Linked DNA regions of Manis pentadactyla: region 1 is linked to region 2. A link is a contact called in public Hi-C data. All regions are on one chromosome and are shown on one strand. The core of a region is the stretch at or near the end of the contact, and the rest is flanking DNA. Distances in the headings are between cores, read along the strand shown. Region 1 holds the start of LOC118916123 (interleukin-3-like). Region 2 holds the start of P4HA2 (prolyl 4-hydroxylase subunit alpha 2).

Region 1 (6,013 bases), core at 424-2,923, 200 kb before region 2:
TTTCTGGTTGAGAAAGTTTGGGGTGAAGTCTGCACCTCTAACAAGCTCCCAGGTAAGGCTGAAGCCACAGGTCCAAGGTCCAGGTGGGAGCAGCAAGACTCTCAGCCTATGTCTCCCCACAAGACTGAGTTTCTTAGGAGAGGGACCCTGTCTGTCTCACTCACAGTGCCTGCCCATGGCAGGTACTCCATGAAAGCTTGCTGAAGGAGTTGTGCCCAGTCTCCATGCGGCCTCACGTCCCTGGGGTCTTGGAGACGGTCCACTTGCTTTCTGAGGATGTTCTGGGCCCAGCCCAGGGCTGAGCCGGGAGCCATGTTAACTGGCTGTGGGCACTATTATCACTACACTGCCTTGGGCCACAACCTCTCCACCTGCCTCGTCTGCAGCCACATCCTGGTCCTCGTCTTTACAAGACTTGCTCCTGATCAGAAGCCTGAAACACCCAGGTTCTGCCGCCTCGACATGGCCTCCTCTCCTCCGTCTCCCATACTGACTGCATCGCCCCTCACCCTGGGCCCTGGCTTCCATCCTGCCCCCCACCCTCCACCCCGCCACACTTACTCTCCTCAAAGAACTCTGCTCCATGACCCCCTCACACTTACCCCTTTCCCGACCCCCTTACCCTGGGCCTGTGTCAGAGTCTGACCCATATCACAGGGCAGGGGCCACCTCGTCCTGCAGGGCTGCCCCGTGGGCTCCCGCCCTCCTGGGCTTCCTGCTTCCTCTCTGGCTGCTGCTTCTTGGGCCCTTTGTCCCCCCAGTCTGTCCTGCCCCTTCCCCACTCTGTAAACCCTCCCACCAGTCCTCACTGCCAACTCCTTGCAGCTGCACCAACTGTGGTCCAGACCCTGCAACACAGCTCTCTCTTTGGTCACCAGCCCGCGTCACTAGAGGTGGCCCGAGACTAGCAGGTTGCCCTCCTCTCCTCCCTTCCCTCTCCCCTAGGACCCTGGCCAGCCCCCTCCTCCTGTGGCCGGTGACGGCTTCCTCAAGGTCCCTGAGCCCAGCAATCCTGTGCTGCCGGGGACTGCGGGCATCAGGAACCCACAGTGCAGGGCTGTGCTGCCACCAGACGAGTGAAAGAATGGGCATCTGGTGCCTGGGCCCCATCTGCCAGGAGCAGCAAGTGTTGAAAAGGAGCTGTCCGAAGCCCGTGAGGCAAACCCGGGGGCTGTACCACCAGGAACTCGGTGCTGAGAGAGTGTCAGATGATGTTCTCAGTGCTCAAGCCCACACATGGATGAGAGCCGTGTGACAGGCGGCCAGACAGCTGAGGGTCAGAGCTGTCCAGGGATAGCAGGCCCAGGCCCACTGGGCCAGAGGCTCAGGGAGCTCAGACTCCGGTGGGCCCTCACCTGCCAGAGGGGTCCTGGCACCTGTCCCTACTCTGCCAGTGGCCTGCCCATCTCTTAGCCTCCTTGGCAAGATGAGGAGATACCCTTTCGATAATTTTTTTTCCAAGTTGCTCTGATCTCAAGTACTAGAAAGTGATGAATAAGTCTGTGGTTTGCTGTGGAGGTTCCATGTCAGATTAAGGTTCTTCCGATGCCTGCCCCCCTATCAACCGGGTGTGGGCATGCAGCTGCTGTGCATAAAAGACGGGAGACGGTCTCGGACGCTTCAGAACAGCACGAAGGACCAGGACCAGACGGATGGCATCCTGCCAGCAAGCATGAGCAGCCTCCCCATTCTGTACTTTCTCTTGCTCCTGCTCAGACTCCAAGTCCCTCAGGCACAGGGCTTCCCGACACTCCGGCCTGACCAGTACTCTGTGATAGTCACTGAGATTCTGAAAGCCCTCAACGAGTCACCTTTGGCTTCACAAGTGAGTAGCTGGGGTAAGTATGGGCAGGGAGAGTGCTGTCAGCCAAGGGGATTCACTCAACGGGCTGTCTCTCCCTCTGCCCCCACAGAACCCCTTGAACTGGAATGACAAATTGATCCTGCGGGTAAGAGCTCAGCCCTGCATGTGGCTGCACCTGGGGCCCAATCCATCCCCTCCATGGGTGGCCTCAGGCCTGTCACCCCACCTGCCTGGCCTTAGCTTTCATCTGTAAACGGAGTTGACAGCATCTATCCCAGTGGCTGTGTTGTTAGAATTAGGCTGCACAATGTGGGTGAAGGTCCCAGACCTGTGTCTGGTGCTCAAAGGACGTGCTTAGAACATTGTCTGCTCATGGCTATGATAGGAAAATGATTTTTTTGTTGCAAAATTGAAAGGGGCAGCTTGAGGTGAACAATACCAAAGGCCTCAAGTTCAGTTTTCAGTGGGGCAGCCCCTGGACTGGCAGAATAAAACGTCCCCCATGACTGCACCTGCTTCCTTCCTTTTCCTTAAAAAACAGAGCCATGCCTTCCACCCTGAACGGCCCTGGACATCATTACATAGAGTGAGCTTCTGAGCTCCAGTTGGCTTCAGGGGTTACCTCTCCTTTGCTTGAACGGCATTTCTTGGGTTCACACAAGAGGCTGAATCTCTCCTGAGTTTATTGGCCATTGGTGTTTCTCCCCTTTTAGGCACTCACGGTTCGCGTGCTGCTCCCTCTCCCATACTGGGGTCTCTGTGATTTTCTTCCTGATTTCTAGGAGCCCTTAATTCAGTCAAGGCATTAACCCTATCATCTGGCCTCTTAGCTGCGAGTATTTCCCCTAGCCAGCCCTCCACCTTGGGTAGAGCCAGTTTTGGGAAATGTATTTTTTTCCCCAGGTGTAGAAAGGTCCGCCTGGGCCCTCTACACAGCTGACATGGAGTCGGGGGCTCTGGGCATGAGGGAAGAGGGCCTTGCCCAGGGTGTGCCCTCTCCTCCGGGCCTATGCCCTTCAGGGAAGCTCAGGGACCCACCCGGGCCAAGAAAGGCACAAGGAGAGGAGTGCCCAAGGATGCCCTGAAAGGAGGCTTAGAAACGGTGGGGTGACTTCAGCCTGGTCACGGAAGGAGACTCCTCAACCTTCCCTCCCGCATGTATTCTTGGTCCCCTCAGAACAGGATCCTTCTGAGGCCAAACCTGGATGCATTCCTGGAAGCTGCCAGTAATTTGTATGGGAACGACTCACAAATCAGGAAAAATCTTAAGGTGTGTGAAGCTGTCGAGGATTTCTGGGAGCCCCCCGCCCCCTGCCATGGCCCTGCCCCTGCCCCTGCCCCCACCCCTCCCCGGGGATGAGGCTAACAGGGCCTCCTCCTTCCCAGGCCAGTCTCTGCCCATCTGCTTTGGTCTCTTTCCACAGGAATTCCAGCCTATCCTGCCCACCCCCACGACTGAGGTGAGCTGCCCCAAGATGCCCCTGCAGGCGCTGCCTTCAGTCATGACTTGACCCCAGCCTGTCATCCACCTTCCAACCTTGCCTCATCTAACGCCACCTTCATCGTTTCTTCACAGGGAGACCAAATCCGTATCGAGGAGAGTAACAAGGGTGATTTCCAGCGTAAATTGAAGCAGTATCTGGTAACCCTTAATAGCTTCCTGCGTGACAGGAACAGGCATTGAGCTGTACTTTCCTCAGTCCATTGTCTGGCTCCCTCTCTGGGCCTTCTCACCTCAGGCCCTTGGGATGTGAGAAAGAGCAGAACATCTGAAGAGTACGGGGTATCTCTCACACAGTCCAGGACTGGAACATTTCATTTACTGTAGACTCAGAGAATTGTTAATTGTCTAGTTTCTGAAATGTGCCACCCCTCTTTGGCTGTTTTTGTGACTATGTTCTCATTTTGATCCTACCGAGGCTATTTATTTATGTATTTATTTATTACCTTGTGCAATGTGAACCATATTTATTTGAGCAGGGGAGCTGTGTCCTGCTCTTTCTAAACAGGACTCAACAGGGGGATTTGGGGGTACATTTATTTGTACTTCGGGTTTTAAACTGATTTCTCACATCTGTGAAAATAAATTACACTCTTGGAACAAATGTTTTGTCACCAGTGTCTCAGTTTGACTCAGGTCTTAGGAACTCTCTTGCCTGATAATAGAGCAGCCCTCTCCCACCCCAGCCCTCTGGCTTCCCTGCCACCAGTGGGCCCCAGAACCCACACCCTGCCAATCTGTGGTTCACTGGGGAGACAGATTGCCTCTTAAACCATGAATATCTGACCAGGTTGGTCTGATACTTTATTTCCCAGTCCTCAGGGTCTTTTGGACCTTATTCACAACTAAGGATAGCACAAGAGGCCTTCTTCCACCTGCTTTCTGTTTCCTTACTCCCACAGCTGCCAACTCTCTTGATACTGCAGCCATCAGAAGTGCTGTGGCTTCCAAGACGAACCACACACCTTTCGTCCCACCACTAAATCTTTACCCACACTGTCACCTTGGTCTTTTGCGCCCTACGCCTGACTCAGCATGGCGAGTTTCTACTTCAGAACCAACTCAAATGCTGCTTGCCTCTGGGTCGTGCACACTAGTCTAGGACAGGGCTCTTCTCTGAAATGGGTGGGTAGGCAGGCACCTACTGGAAAGACAGCCAGTGTGGCCCTGAGGAAGCACAGACTGATCTGGAAGATGGAGGCTGGGACACCCCTGCATGTGGCTTTGGGCTGCGACCTGACCCATGGGGACCAACCAGCCCATCAGGCTGCGGGCCTCTGCCTCTGGCTCGTCTGCACCCTCCAGTCTGTGGGGGAGGGGGAGGAACGGCAGAGTGAGCCTTCCTCTGTCACCATCTTAAGGAGCAATGTCACCCTCTCTGACCATAGTCCTATAAGTACTTTGGGTGCTGACCCGGGATTCTGGGGTCCAGCCCCACTTGTCTCTGTTTTCTGCCTTGACCCACCCTCTCCTCAGGCTGTGAGTAGGGAATAGCCCAGCTATTCTTGAGTGGAACAAGAGAAAGTGGAAGAGTCGTCTACTACTAGCTCAGCAATCTATTCCCCCATATTCCTCCTCCTAACAAATGATTGTGTTCCCACAAAAGTAACTCCCTTCTTGCCTTGGGCCTCCCTCCCCCTGCCTCAGGGACAGCTCTGTGGCACCAGGGGAAGACTCCTTCTGGGGAGCTGCGGCTGCTGCAGCCTCTGGCAGAGCCACTAGAGGGAGGCACGTGACGGGGTTCGGGTGCTCCAGGGCCCAGGTGGGAGCCTGAGAGGAGTGGGGAGAGACCTGAATCTAGACTGGGGTTTTCACTTTCTTGCTCCTCTCCTACCCACACCTTGGGGCTGGTCCTATTTTCAGCCTGGCTGAGGTAAGCATTTGTGCCCCACACCCGTGTTTCCAGGATGAGTCACTGCTTGTTACCTCTTCACTCCCTTGCCTCCCTCCGGGCACGTGGGTCCTGCTACCTACCCTCTGCCCTGGTGGGGAGGAGATGGGCCATGTGGCCTGTCCTGCGATGCTCCTCCTGCACCTTGTCCTCAGCAGGCCAGAGCCTGGGGTCACTGGGACCTGCTCACACTGGCTCACAGAGCCAATTGTTAAATCTTTTAAAAAATTGCCAGCCACTTATCAAACCACCTGGTGCTTGAAATGGACCACAGTGAGTATTTACACTGAGCACTGGCAAACGCTACAAAGCAGATTTTCCCTGAGGGTCTGTTGTTAAACTTCCACCAGCTGCTGAACTTCCCTGAGCTGAGGCGTGGGGAGGCAGCCAGCAGTCTGCCGTTTTGCTCTTACCTGGCTGTCCCCTTCCAGGGCCCCTCCTCAGCACTCCTAGCTCTTTGTCCTGCAGCGGCACTGCCTCACTCCAGGCTGGAGGGCACTGCATTTCTTCCATGCCTTGGCACTCATATCGTCAGCACACACTGGCTGAACACCTACCTGTGTGTCAGGCCCCGTCTCTGGCCTGGGGATATAGCAGTGAACTAGCAGAGGGCGCTGGCCCTGGGAGGCTGCCTAAGATTGGCTGGTCTGGGAAGGCCTGAGGAGGTGGCTGAACCTGAAAGACAAAAAAGTGCCAGCCGTGTGGCAATCAGGGAGGAAAGAGCTCTGGACAGAGCCAACGGCAGGTGCGAAGACCCGGAGCCTGGAATTGGCTGTGAGCATTCATAGAAGGGAAGGAAGGCCTGCGACAGGAGTGG
Region 2 (6,229 bases), core at 1,992-4,491:
AACAAGGCAGAAATTGGGCAATGTCCACATCCCAGGAGTGCCAAAAGACAGGAAACATTAATTCAGGAGACAGTGGAGTCAGGCATAATGCAGCACACTAACCACAAGGAACAACCTGGTACTGGCCCGTCACTGGCCTAAAGCTCACCAAGGAAGCCAAGTTCTCAGCAAAAGGCAGGAGACTAGACCCACATTCCAGGATCTCATGTATTTCTATGCCTCTGATCTGCTCACTCCGAGTTCCTACAAGTACCAGGCTTCAGGATCTCTGTCCACCCTGGCCCTCAGGAGTGCCAGGTACAGAGCAGGCAACATTCTAGCAAGCACTACCCGAATGGTCTACAGCAGATGCTGGTCTGTGATCAGGCTGAAGCAGATCGTGTCGGAGCCAGGGAACTCCCTACCCAAACAGTTCATCATATGCTCTGCAGTGATACCGCCTGAACACACACTCTTCTGGGCCTCCAAAAAGGAAAGTCTCACTCTCCTTGGCTCCTTCGGAAAGTAGAAAGTCTACGCTGCATTCTTCATTCCACATCCTTGCACAAACCCAAGATCCCAAGAGCCAGCAGGCCTTTATGCTCTCGAACAGGCTGATGTCCCACCCTAGGACACTTCAAAGTCCAAATTGCTAGATTCAAGCAAATTCTTCAAAGTCTAACTTTCTTTCCAGTGTTCATCTGGACTTAGGCATGCCTGTGGCACAGCATTTCCTGCCAACATGCATCTGCAGACAATACACTCCTGACAGATACCAGGGACACACCCATGAGCCCAACACACACTATCAGCCAGCATGGCCACACATCAGCCAAAGTCTTGCATCTAGCCTCAGACCTTCCCAAGGATCGGGGAGGGCAGAGCTGAAAAGTGAGGCTTTCTGAGGAAATGAGCAGACCCTGGATTCCCTCATCCCATTCATTCCTCAGGGCTGCACCCATATAGTTCCCATTCAGATAAGCACTTCCACTCTGAGCTCCTCCCCTGGCCCATGGCCAGCTGCCAGCATGAGGCAACCTCAGTATGAGTTACCTGTGGGCAAGGAAGGAGAGTGCCACTGCTGTTACCTCCTCCTGTTCCCTCTCCCTCTGTCCTGCCACAGGCATGTTCTAAGCAGAAGCCAGGCCCAGAGGACTCAAGGAATGAAGAGATCAGCTGTGGCCAGGCTAAACCAGTGGCAAAGTAAACATTCTCCCAGGCACCCCATGTCAGAGCCCACAACAGGGCAGAAGGGCCTACCACAAGTCACAGACCATGCCTACTCGTCACCTGGTCTGCCTGCTGAGCATTCAGACAGCTAGGGTGGCCCAGTATGACAGCACCGCTGGGATGAGGCCCCCCAGCCAACTCACTCCATCTTTGCTACATGGCTCCTATGGCTGGGCTGCACAGTGGACACACTTGGCCATGTGATAATACAAAGGCCCTGGAAGAAAAAGATTCAAAGCCCAAACATCTTGTGAGTGGTGAGAAATAAACAGAGAGGCCAGGCTCTGAGTCTTTCACACTGAGAGGCTACACCCTGGACACTTCAGAGGCAGTTTCAGCACAAGCCAAAGGAAATCTTGTTTCATTTAACAGAGAACGAAACCATGGAGCCTGCTATCCCAGATGCGTTATGAGCTGAGAAGCAGCAGAAGCTTGTAAATACATTCTATCAATTCTTAGGTGAACAGTGGATCTTACAAAATCAGGGACATTTGAGAATGCCCTCAGCCACAAAGTGATGTCCCCTAGCCCTTGTTGGGGCCAGGAGTCCCTCCAAGAGGGCTGAGGCTGCCGGGCCTCAGATGGTTTCCATCATGAAGTATAAGCCTTGGGTGTCACTCTGCAGCACAAGACACCAGCCTCAGTCTTGGGAGGGACTCTAACGTTCTACACCATCTTAAAAGCGTCAGATTAGAAGAGAGAGGCCAAGGGCCCACCTATGCTGTCCAGAAGTAGTAAGTGCCCTGATCCGCATTTATCCTGCAAAGGTTCACTGAGCACTCTCCAGATGCAGAGCACAGTACCCGGCACTGGCCTCACTTGAAGCTCTTATGGATGGGTCCATGGCAGCCATGCCCCATTGCCCTGCTTCCACCAAAGTGCCCAGCTCTCCTACCACTCACACAGGTGGTTCCTCTGAGCAGGTTACCCTTGGTTCGGCCCTCATCTGACCACCTGGGGTCGTGTGTCGCGTCCTCCAGGAAGCCCTCTGGCCTGAAGCATCCGGTCCTCTAAGGTACTCACAGCCGGGAGCTCCCTCCCAGCACACCACTCACCACGCTGTTGCCGGCCTGGGTTTTCCCAGTCTTCCAGTCTGTCTGCCCCACGGGGCTGGCAACTCCTGCAGCTTCTGACACACAGAAGGGTCCGTTTGTTGAATCAGTTAACTAGTTAGCACACGTCTCTGCCACTGCTGAGGAAAAGGAGCACAAGTTCAAAGGGATGTCCGGAGGGAAAAAAAAGTTCTCATCTAACATCCCATTTTAATGGGCACCAAGCTGGACCCTACCCGGCCAAGGCCACGGACTCGCGGCCCCTCGGAGGGAGGAAGCTGGCCCTAAGCTGGCCCTCACTAGCACTACGCGGCCCCTCGGGGCCCTGCCACCAGCACCACCACCTCCAACCTCTGGGACCCCCGGGGAGCCTGACCCGCAGGGCAGCGGAGGTCCCCGCCCCGCCCCGTCCGCCGCGGGGACCGGCAGGAAAGGAGCCGCTGACCTCACCACCGTGGGCTCGGGGAGGGGGCGCCGGCGGCGGGCCCGGAACCCAGGCGCGTGCGGAAACAGCGCGGAGGGCGCGGGGCTGCGGCCCCGACTTGCGCTGCGGACGGCGGGGGCGCGCCCCCCGGCCCCCAACTCCGGGCCCCGCGCGGGCAGAACGCACGGCCCGGCACCCCCGGCCTGCGCCCGAGCCCGGCGGCGGACCGGCGACCGAGCGGGCGGGGCGCTCACCTGGACACGCGCCGCTCCCGGCGTTTCCAGAACCTCCCGCGGCGGTGCCCGGCCCACTCGGCGCCTCCTCCTCCTCTGGCGGCCCCGCCTCCCGCCGCGGCCCGACTCCGCCCGCTTGAGCCGCCGCCACGTCCCCACCTCCCGCCCCCGGGCCGGCCAGGCCCCTGGCTCCGTGAGCGGAGGGCCTCGGCCAGGGGTCGCCGCTGCGAGCGACCCCCGGGAAGTGGAGGCTGCGCGACCGCGAGGGAGCCGGGAGTGGGTTTGGGGCCAGGCGGGAGCCCGCGGTCGGCACCCTTCAGGCCGCGCGCCGCTCGCCGCACGTACGCCGCGCCCGCCTCTCCCGCCTCGCCCTGCCTGGCCCCCACCTGTGGGGCGCAGCCCGCCCTCCTCCCAGGGGCGGTCCACGACCCATCCTGGCCTCGGTACCGGGCGGGGAACGTGCCTAGGTGCTGGTGGACCCCTCTGGTCGCAGTTCCCGCCCATTCCCTTGGTGGTTCTGCTGGGTACACGGGGTCCCGCGTCCCCTCCCCATCATCATACCATCAGGTGGGGCCAGGAGCCCAGTTACCTGGGGGAGGCTCTGGAGAAGAGACCTGGGGTCCACCAGCAGGACCAAACCCCCAAAGGGATTCGGACTGTCCCCAGCTCCCGGGTCAGGCACTTCTGGTAAAGTATGTGTGGATAATGGGTTGATGAGGAGGAGCCCCATGGTTTGCCCGAACCCTTCCGTGCAACACGGTGGGCACCTCATGTAGCCAGTGCAGTGGTAATAAGGCAGGGATGCAGCGAACAGCCGGACCTGGAGGAGGCCCTGGCGGCCAAGCAGGTTCCCACGCCTGCTCTGTGAACCTTCCTGGTCATGAATGAGGGGAAACGTGGTCTGAGAATCTCATCAGGGAGCTTGAGAATCTCATCAGAAAGCTAGCCCAGAGTGGGTGTGCCCGGCCTCCACCAGGCCGGGTCGGGATATTCCCCGTGGCACACTGTCCAGGCTGGCAGCCCAGACCTGGGAAGGCAGGGCACATTCACGGAATACACACAACAAGCATAAAATACAGAACAGGCTATTGCTCCGTCCTTCGTCAGCCACCAGCCACAGCTCAGCTAGAGCCAAATGGAAACCTTCCTGCCTCTGCTACATCCTGTTGTGCCCCTGCCCCAGGAGCCTCCCTCTGTCTGCCCAGATGCTCCCATCCTCTCCCGTTTCTCAGGAGCTGGCCCTGTGGATCACCCCTTCTATCTCCAGAATGTTCAACCTCCCCCTCTCAACTGGATCCTTCCCCTGACCTATAAATACGTTTGAGCCACTAGTATGGAAACAAAACCCTCATTCTACTGCAGTGTCTCTCCTTCTCCACTACCGCAAAATCCCCTGAAGTGGATCTATGTCCTTGCGCTCACCTCCCTGCTACTCCTCGGGCCTCTGCAGTGAGCCTTCTGGCCCCCTCACAACACCACACCAGATCTCAAAGTCTCTAAAACCTCCAGATCTCTCCATCCAGCTGCCACCCCAGCAGCGTTTGATCCCCGGCAGCGCTGGTCCACTGCTTCCCTGGACCACTCATTTCCCTTGATATCCACCATCTTCTCTGGCCATCTCTGCCCAGGCCTCCTCCCCCACCGCCCCCGCCACCACGTCTCCCTTCCCATTAGTCAATAAAAGTTAAGGGTTCCTCAAAGCTCATACCTATGTGCCCTACTTTCCCCTTTCTATAATTTCTTCCTTTACACACATGACTCGCAAATTTCTCTCCACTCTTGCCCTGACTCCTGAGCGCCAGACTCGTATAACTGACAGCTAAGCCTACACCTCCACTTGAGTGGGTCCACAGGTTTATGTTCTCTCCCTTCTCTGGCTCCCTGCCTCCCATATTGCCTGCTGAAGGGGCCACCCAGCTGCAGTTACCTAACCAGAAGCCTGGGAATCCTGCTCAGCACCTCCCTCTGCCTCGTCCCCAGACCCTACCTTCTATAGCTCATGTCCATTCAGTTCTACCACCTACATCTCTCTCTGATGCACCCACTTCTCTCCATCCCGCTCACCTCCATGACCACCTCAGTGCCCTAGGCCGGCTGCCTCCCTGCATTCTTGTTCCCTCCCACCTCCTCCACACTGCCCCAGCCCTCACACCCCTGCCGCCTCCCCCAAATGCAGGTCTGAACCCATCACTCTCAGCTCAGTAACTTGCATGGTTTTTAGGAATAATCTGAAAACCCACATGGTTTGGCCCCTGCTCACTTTTCTAGCCACACTGACTTTCCCCCAGTCACTCTAACTGGCCGTTGTCCTCCTCACCCCACTCCCAGGCCTTTGCAAATGCTGTTCTTCTGTATAGAAAAATTTCCCTCCTCTCCAATTAAATCCTTAAGGTCCCCTCAGAGGGATTTCCCTCACTTCCTTGACCAGGTCAAAACCTCCTGTAATAGCACCACCACCCCCATGTCCTATGTGCTTTCTAATACTTGCCATAGGTGATATAGTTGAATGACTATTTGATTAAGGTCTGTCCCTCCACTGGCCTGGGACCTCCAGGAGCACATGAACTATGTGTGACTTTGTCCATCATCGTATGCTCAGCCCCTACCACAGAATTGGGCTCAATAAATATTTGCTGACTACGTGAGGGCAAGTGGGTGTCTCCCTAATGCCATGCATCACACAGCAGTAGCCAAAGGCCTGCCTAAGGCCACCACAGGGCCTCAAATTCCTGGACCCCACTCATTCCTCAGAGTCCATCTTCTTGTAAGGATACTTGTCATTGAATTTAGGGCCCACGAGGGGATCAGGATGATCTTATCTCATTATCCTTAGCTTAGTTACCTTTGCAAAGTTCCTATTTCCAAATAAGTTCACATCCACAGGGTCAGGTATTAGGACACAGACATGTCTTTTTGGGGACCACCATGCAGCCCACTATACCTTATAGTCTCTCAAGCCAGCCAGGGGCTACTGGACTTGTGTAAGTCCATGACTTTTAGTTCACAATCTCCAGCCCAAGGCTACTTCAGACCCACATTTGCCTTCTTTTGGTGGCCACTTGATGGGTGAACTCATTATCTCCCCAACCCTCCCCACACCACCCAGACCGCTTCACCTCCAGCATTTCCCATATCTCAGGAAGTGAAATCACATCTCCCAGTCTTTTCCATTTTCTTCCCCACCATGTTTCCCCATTGCAGATCTTACTGGTGAATCTCTCAACCTATTTATTGCCCTCCATTCCTACAAATTCAGCCCAAATTCAGGACACCACCATCTATCACCGGACAGTTCATCCTGGCCAACAGCT

The links. A called contact is a pair of places that touch in the nucleus more often than the background predicts.
Region 1: a Hi-C map of skin fibroblasts shows a contact between it and region 2, with 5 times the contacts expected there. The contact joins the promoter of LOC118916123 here to the promoter of P4HA2 in region 2. A contact is called at or near these places in 2 of 3 Hi-C or Micro-C datasets (fibroblasts and skin fibroblasts).

What each region holds. Positions count from the first base shown.
Region 1 is chr13:60,523,150-60,529,162 of mManPen7.hap1, reverse strand. LOC118916123 (interleukin-3-like) reads left to right here and starts at 1,673. Exons shown (of 3, transcript XM_057490495.1): 1 at 1,673-1,891; 2 at 3,229-3,264; 3 at 3,381-3,614. The coding sequence starts at 1,673. The coding sequence ends at 3,488.
Region 2 is chr13:60,325,657-60,331,885 of mManPen7.hap1, reverse strand. P4HA2 (prolyl 4-hydroxylase subunit alpha 2) reads right to left here and starts at 3,241. Exons shown (of 16, transcript XM_057491020.1): 1 at 2,940-3,241; 2 at 2,265-2,401.